Linked DNA regions of Sus scrofa: region 1 is linked to region 2. The links are chromatin contacts, called in public Hi-C maps. All regions are on one chromosome and are shown on one strand. Each heading gives the region's core, a stretch centred on a gene start, on an enhancer-like site or on the middle of the called end of the contact. The rest is flanking DNA. Distances are from core to core; before and after follow the strand shown. Region 1 holds the start of BOD1L1 (biorientation of chromosomes in cell division protein 1-like 1). Region 2 holds the start of RAB28 (RAB28, member RAS oncogene family).

Region 1 (2,798 bases), core at 8-2,507, 130 kb before region 2:
CTGCATCCCTTTCCTGCCCTGATTATCAACCGCCCTTTGGAGCTCAGGGAAGGTCATGGAGACTGAAGCTTATTCCTTAAAAACAGGAAATGAAGGACACAGAAAGGCTTGTGTGCCCAGGAGCCTCACAGGACCCTGCTCAGTTACAACGTTGCTACAGTAGGATTAGGATTACCAGGTATAGTACTTGTTTATACACCGTTTCTAAGGCCATACAGTTATAAAAACTAAAACTTAAGAGTGGTATTGATGCTCAATCCTTCCCGTCCCAGCAATAAGATATAATCATTCACAGATTTATGAATTTTAAAAAGCAACAATATCCATTTCAGCGAGATGCATTTCCCCAGAAGTGTTACGTTCTATTGAATAATTCTGAAACTTTGTGATACTTTGCTTTGATTATGTACCAATAATAATTTTAAAGATAATTCAGTTCATGATCAGGCAGTGTGTTGTCTGTATAACTTTAGTCAATTTACTTAATTTGCCTCAGATCTCAGTTTTCTGATTTGCAAATTAGTGATAGTATAATAAGATTAAGTTTAGAGCTGTTCCAAAGACTGGGTGAATTAATGCACATAAACCCACTAAACATCATGGCTGGCACGTAGCACGTGCTATGTAAGCACTACCTATGGATGAAACTGATCGATAACAAAACCCTGAAAACTAAAAGCATGTGGGTTTGTCTTCACCAGCAGGAAAAAAAGTGCTGGAAAGATCGGGTTCTCACTAAAGGCACACCTGGCAAGCAGCAGGGGATGCTCAAGGGAAAACGGGATAGGGTGGGGAGGAGAGAGACAGGAGGCCCCTGGAGCTACCTGCCTGGGAGAAAAGTGAGCACGAATAGAGGCTGAGGACGAAGAGGGCTGGGCTACCGGTAGAACGCATTAGAAACGTCTACGGATTTCGACCGCTCCGTGAAACGGGAGCAAGAGCGTCCGGCCTAAACGCCACTGTGGTTGCAACCGGGCCGAAGTTTCGCTGCCGCACCCTGGGCGGCTTCCAGCCGGAGCCCGGTGGGCCCTCGGGCGGGGAGCCGCGCGAGTCGAACGCCCGACCACACTGGACTCCAGGCCCAGGCCCCGGCGCAGACCGGGCTGCCCGCTTCACGCTGCCGCTGGCGACGCAGCCCAGCCTCACGAGGGCGCCCGCGCTCCGCGGCGGCCGGAACTGGCCCCTCGCGGCCTCCGTCGCCGGAACTTCGTTGCTATCGTTACCGCCTTTTCCTCCCTTCCCCCGGTTCCCTTTCACTTCCGGGGTCACTCTGGATCCGCTGGTTCCGTAACAACATCCCGTTGGCTTCCCTCAGGCGGCGGGACCCGTACAGCCGCCTCCTCCCAGGAGCGCTGCCCGCCTGGGTTTGCGCCCTCCCCGGCCCGGGCTGCCATGGCCACCAATCCGCAGCCGCAGCCGCCGCCTCCCGCGCCGCCACCTCCCCCGCCGCAGCCGCAGCCGCCGCCGCCGCCGCCCGGCCCCGGGACCGGCCCGGGCGCGGGTGGGGCGGGCGGCGCGGGAGCCGGCGCCGGGGACCCGCAGCTCGTGGCCATGATCGTGAATCACCTCAAGAGCCAGGGGCTTTTCGACCAGTTCCGCAGAGACTGCTTAGCCGACGTGGACACCAAGGTTCGGGGCGTGCGGGGGCTGCGGGCGGGGTAGGGGAGGACCCGCGGCCGCCTTCCCCCGCTGTGTCTCCCGCACCCGCCCAGCGGCTGGCGGTGCCCCGGCTTCCCCATCTGGGGCCCCTCTGGAGCGCGCCTAGGGGCGAGCTCCCTGTGCATCTGCTTCCTCTCAGCTGGCGCTCTGTGTGAGGCACTGTGCTGGGCATGCTGCGTTCATTCATTCGCTTATCTTTCCGTTCATTTAACAGACTAGAATTAAGCACCTTCTCCGTGCCAGGCACTGCTTAGGTGCTGGGAGTATAGGAGTGAGCAAGATGAAGTCTTTGATCTTTCGGAGCCTTATTTGGAAACACTCCCGCTAACGGCGCTTTCATCTCTCCTTTTTGTTTTTCCCCTGGTTTACTTTGTATCGAAGTTATTTTTGTTTCGTTCCTTGAAGATTTCTGATAGGGGTCATGTCTTTGTCCTCTGGAGAAATTACTAAATGGTAATGGATCAAATTATTTGCAACGTGGATTTCTGGACTTTGAGAGGGGTGCAGAGATAAAGAATAAGACGTAGCTGGACAGTATAAAGTTAGGGTGGGCGATCAGGACTTTTGTTTCTACCAACCACTGTCTGATTTCGGTAGCTTAGGCCAAGTCAGAGAGAAGGGAGAGGTAGGTGGGGTGAGGGGTGAGGAGTAGAGAGAACTGAGGAGAGTTGACAGCAGATATTCTAGTGGAAGAAGGACCGGACAAAAGAGTGAGTCCAGGAGAGTGAGGGGTAGAGGGGAGAGGTCAGCACAGTAGTTCCTGTACAAAAGGAGTTCGGGGCTAGGAAGGGGAAGGAATTTTGTGCTACATGTCAGCGTGAAAGGGGTGTTAGCAGGAACAGGTAAACCTAGTTGGTTCTGCAAAGGATGGGTAGAGGACACCAGGAAGGAGCTGGATGAGATGGATGGAAACCCAGTAGCTTGGAAGCAAGTGAAGCAGAGAACTTCCATTGGAAAGAGTTGGGAAATCGTTTTGTTTTGTTTTGTTTAACCAAGTTAAAACTTGGTTCTGGTTTGGCTCATTGGTTTAGAGTTTTGATGGGATGGAGAGTTTTCTCATAGCATGTTGGGCAGTTCTAAAGAGAAAAGGGCTTTGGGACGAACTGCACACCGTTCTGTTATTTCCTCTGGAAAAACCT
Region 2 (2,956 bases), core at 374-2,873:
TCTATTTTATAGATAAGGCCATTGTGACTCCAGGTCACACATCTGGCAAGGGCAGGTCTGTGATTAGAATTTCAGTGCTGCTGCTAGGGATGGGTACCTCTTTACACCGTACTGCTGTCTCATTTGAATTCCCCTATCCTTTCCAGGACTACTGCCCTTGAGACAAGCTTTTGGTGACTTAAGAGTCCTCATCTGTAAAGTGAGATAATTTTACCTATTTTATGGGGTTTCCATGAGGACCGAACGTGATAATCCCTGTAAAGTAACTCACGAGGAGACAAACATAGTAGGTGGATTATTGCAGAATTTATACCACTATACTGAAATTTTCACTTACGTCTTTGACCTACCCTACAAGACTGAAATCATCCGTCTGAAACAGCAGTTTCCAAACGTTTGGGGCTCACAACCTCCTGTTACACTCTTATTATGGATCCCAAAGAGCTTTCGCTTACGTAAATTACAGCTATCATTACTGTATTGAAATGAATCCTGAGAAGGATTTGAATGAGAAAGACAAGCACAGGCTTGCTTCCTTAGTTGTCAGAGTGGTTATGTCATATACATCATGAATCCTCTGGAAAACTTCTATGTATATTTGTGAGAGCATGAACGCGAAAAAAGCAAAAGCAAAAAAAAAAAAAAAAGTTGTTTGAATTAATCAGGAGAATAGTTTCGACTTTATTAGACATTCAGGGTTCCCCAGACCCCATTTTGAGAACTGCTGTTCTAGCTTATGACTTTCGTGTAAGAACCATCGGATTCCATGGTTTGTACGAAGAAATCTAGGGTTTCAGAGGCGAAGAGAAGGCAGCATCAAAGCTATATTCCACTCCCGGCAACTACCGCAGCCTCGCCGCCGCCCAGCAGCGACGTCCTCAGCAACCGCCCTCTCTTCGGCCGCGCAACCTCTCTTCCTGGGGTGTGACCCCCAGCGCTCGCACGGCTCCAGAGACCCCACCACTGCGCGCTCCGCCGGGCAACCGGCGTCCTGTGCGCCTGAGACCGGCCCCGGGCCCCGCCCCTCCGCCTCTCCTCCGGCTCTGGCTTCCCTGGCAACCGCGGCGCGCAGCCCGGGCGTCACACCCCCCTCCCGCCCCTTCGGGCTAAACCATTCGCATCAGGGACCTTCACGGGGGGGTGGGGAGATGTAAACGAGAGAAATTCATAGAACATCTGTGCAAAGCTCTGCTTCCATTTTTCTACCCAAGTTTAATGATACACATGCTTTTTTTAAATTCCGCCAACTAAGCCTGCGAGGGTGGCGCCCCGTCCCGCCTGCGGCGTTCGAACGCCCCCTCCTCGCAGGCCGGCGGATGGTCCGGCGCGCCTAGGAGGCTCACAGTGGGCGCGGGTTAGCGCAGGGGCGGGGGGCGAGCGCCCGACGTAACGCGCAGGGGACGGGGCCGCGCGCAGGGGGAGGGGAGGCGGGCAAGATGGCGCCCGGCGAGTGACTCTCCCAGGAAAGCTCCAGCGCCCGCGGAGACGCCGGGGCGGGGGGGACCCTGCCCTCCGCTGCCGCCCTTCCTCCTCTCCCCCGCCCCCGGAGACCCCCTCCCTTCCTGCACTCCTTCGGCGGGAGTGGGAGAGGGAGGGGAGGCGGGCCTGGTTCCTGGGACACCATGTCGGACTCCGAGGAGGAGAGCCAGGACCGGCAACTGAAAATCGTCGTGCTGGGGGACGGCACCTCCGGGAAGGTCAGTCCTCGAGTGGGCCCTCCGTGCCAGGCCTGCGGGAACCCCGGCGCGGCCCCAGCCTCCTCCCCGCCTCCCGGCGTCGTCCTGTATCCCCGAGCCCTGGGGCTCGTGGGCTGGGATCCGCCAGGTCGTGGCCTGGGGCCAGACGCGAATTAGGCGCTCGGTGAAGTCCGACGAGAGCTATCCAGCTCTCTCTATTATTCCTATTATTATTTTCACAAAGGTCACTTCCTAACTCTCTGCCCGGATCCCGAACTCCTGTTTCTTCAAGACACGAGCCAGCATCGTCTGCCTGGGACGCTTTCCAGCCTCTCGCCTCTGAGGACTGGCAGGGGTCCGCCAAAGCGGCTCACCTCTTTTTCTTTGGTTCACGTCACTCTGCTCCTTTCCCCCCGTTTACCGTTTCTGATGCCTCCACTGCACTGGGAGGTCCCAAGAGCCTGACTCTGCGTCTGCTTCCCTGGCTGAGAGAATTGGGGTTCCAGCACTCACTGGTCGGGTCCTTGGAGGGCTAATTGCTATCCTATTTGTGCTTCGTCTGTAAGATGGGTGTGTTGATAAAGGTCGCCTTGAAGGGTGAAGTGTGCAGATCTCCATTAAATGCGAAAGTCCACATAAAGCTTTCCGCACATGGTGTGCACTCAGTAAACGTGAGTTCCTGTTTTAGAGCATCATACCTGTTCATCTCTGTTACCAGCACAGCACCTGTCAACACAAGCATTCATTCAGCAAAAGTCTGTTAAGCTCCTATTCTGGGCCGGATGCTGAGGGCGGAGCTGCCAGCCTGAGGAGGGGATCCTTGACTTAAAGTCTGTCCTTTGGTGACAGTTGGTTGAGCGAATGAGACTGAGTGTATGAATATCTGGTAGGCAGTCCCCTTACATTATAGGCAAGGTTTTTAACCCAGGATTGTGGAGCTCCTGAAATGGACTGAACATTGCGTTTGCTTTTTGGAGAGGGTCCATAAGGTCTTAAAGCGGTTTATGATCCATTCTCCAAATAAGGTGAAAAGCCTCTGCCCTGGGAACCTTCACACCTGTTGCTTGTATTAGTAGCGTCAACACTGTTCCTGGGAATATTGCTAAAGTTTATCTTCTTTCTTCTCCCAATCCCTTTTCCCAACAAGAATCTTCGGAAAGGCAGGGTTTCCGTTTTCACCTTCATGTTTCCGTGTTACGGGTGTAGTTTGGACCCGGGTGTCTGTGGTGAGGACTGCTTGCTGCATTTTCCTTGGCAGTTGTCACTGCACAGCTGTTCCT

What was found. Hi-C and Micro-C count contacts between places; a contact is called where the count stands out from the background.
Region 1: a Hi-C map of liver shows a contact between it and region 2, with 4 times the contacts expected there. The contact joins the promoter of BOD1L1 here to the promoter of RAB28 in region 2. A contact is called at or near these places in 3 of 47 Hi-C or Micro-C datasets (embryonic fibroblasts, heart right ventricle and liver) and 1 of 2 datasets of contacts at active chromatin or transcription factors (alveolar macrophages).

Annotation. Positions count from the first base shown.
Region 1 is chr8:9,252,881-9,255,678 of Sscrofa11.1, reverse strand. BOD1L1 (biorientation of chromosomes in cell division protein 1-like 1) reads left to right here and starts at 1,257. Exons shown (of 26, transcript XM_005656496.3): 1 at 1,257-1,629. The coding sequence starts at 1,393. It overlaps LOC110262057 (a long non-coding RNA gene), which reads right to left and starts at 1,160. Exons shown (of 10, transcript XR_002346564.1): 1 at 1-1,160.
Region 2 is chr8:9,123,695-9,126,650 of Sscrofa11.1, reverse strand. It overlaps RAB28 (RAB28, member RAS oncogene family), which reads left to right and starts at 1,623. Exons shown (of 7, transcript NM_001123175.1): 1 at 1,623-1,697. The coding sequence starts at 1,623.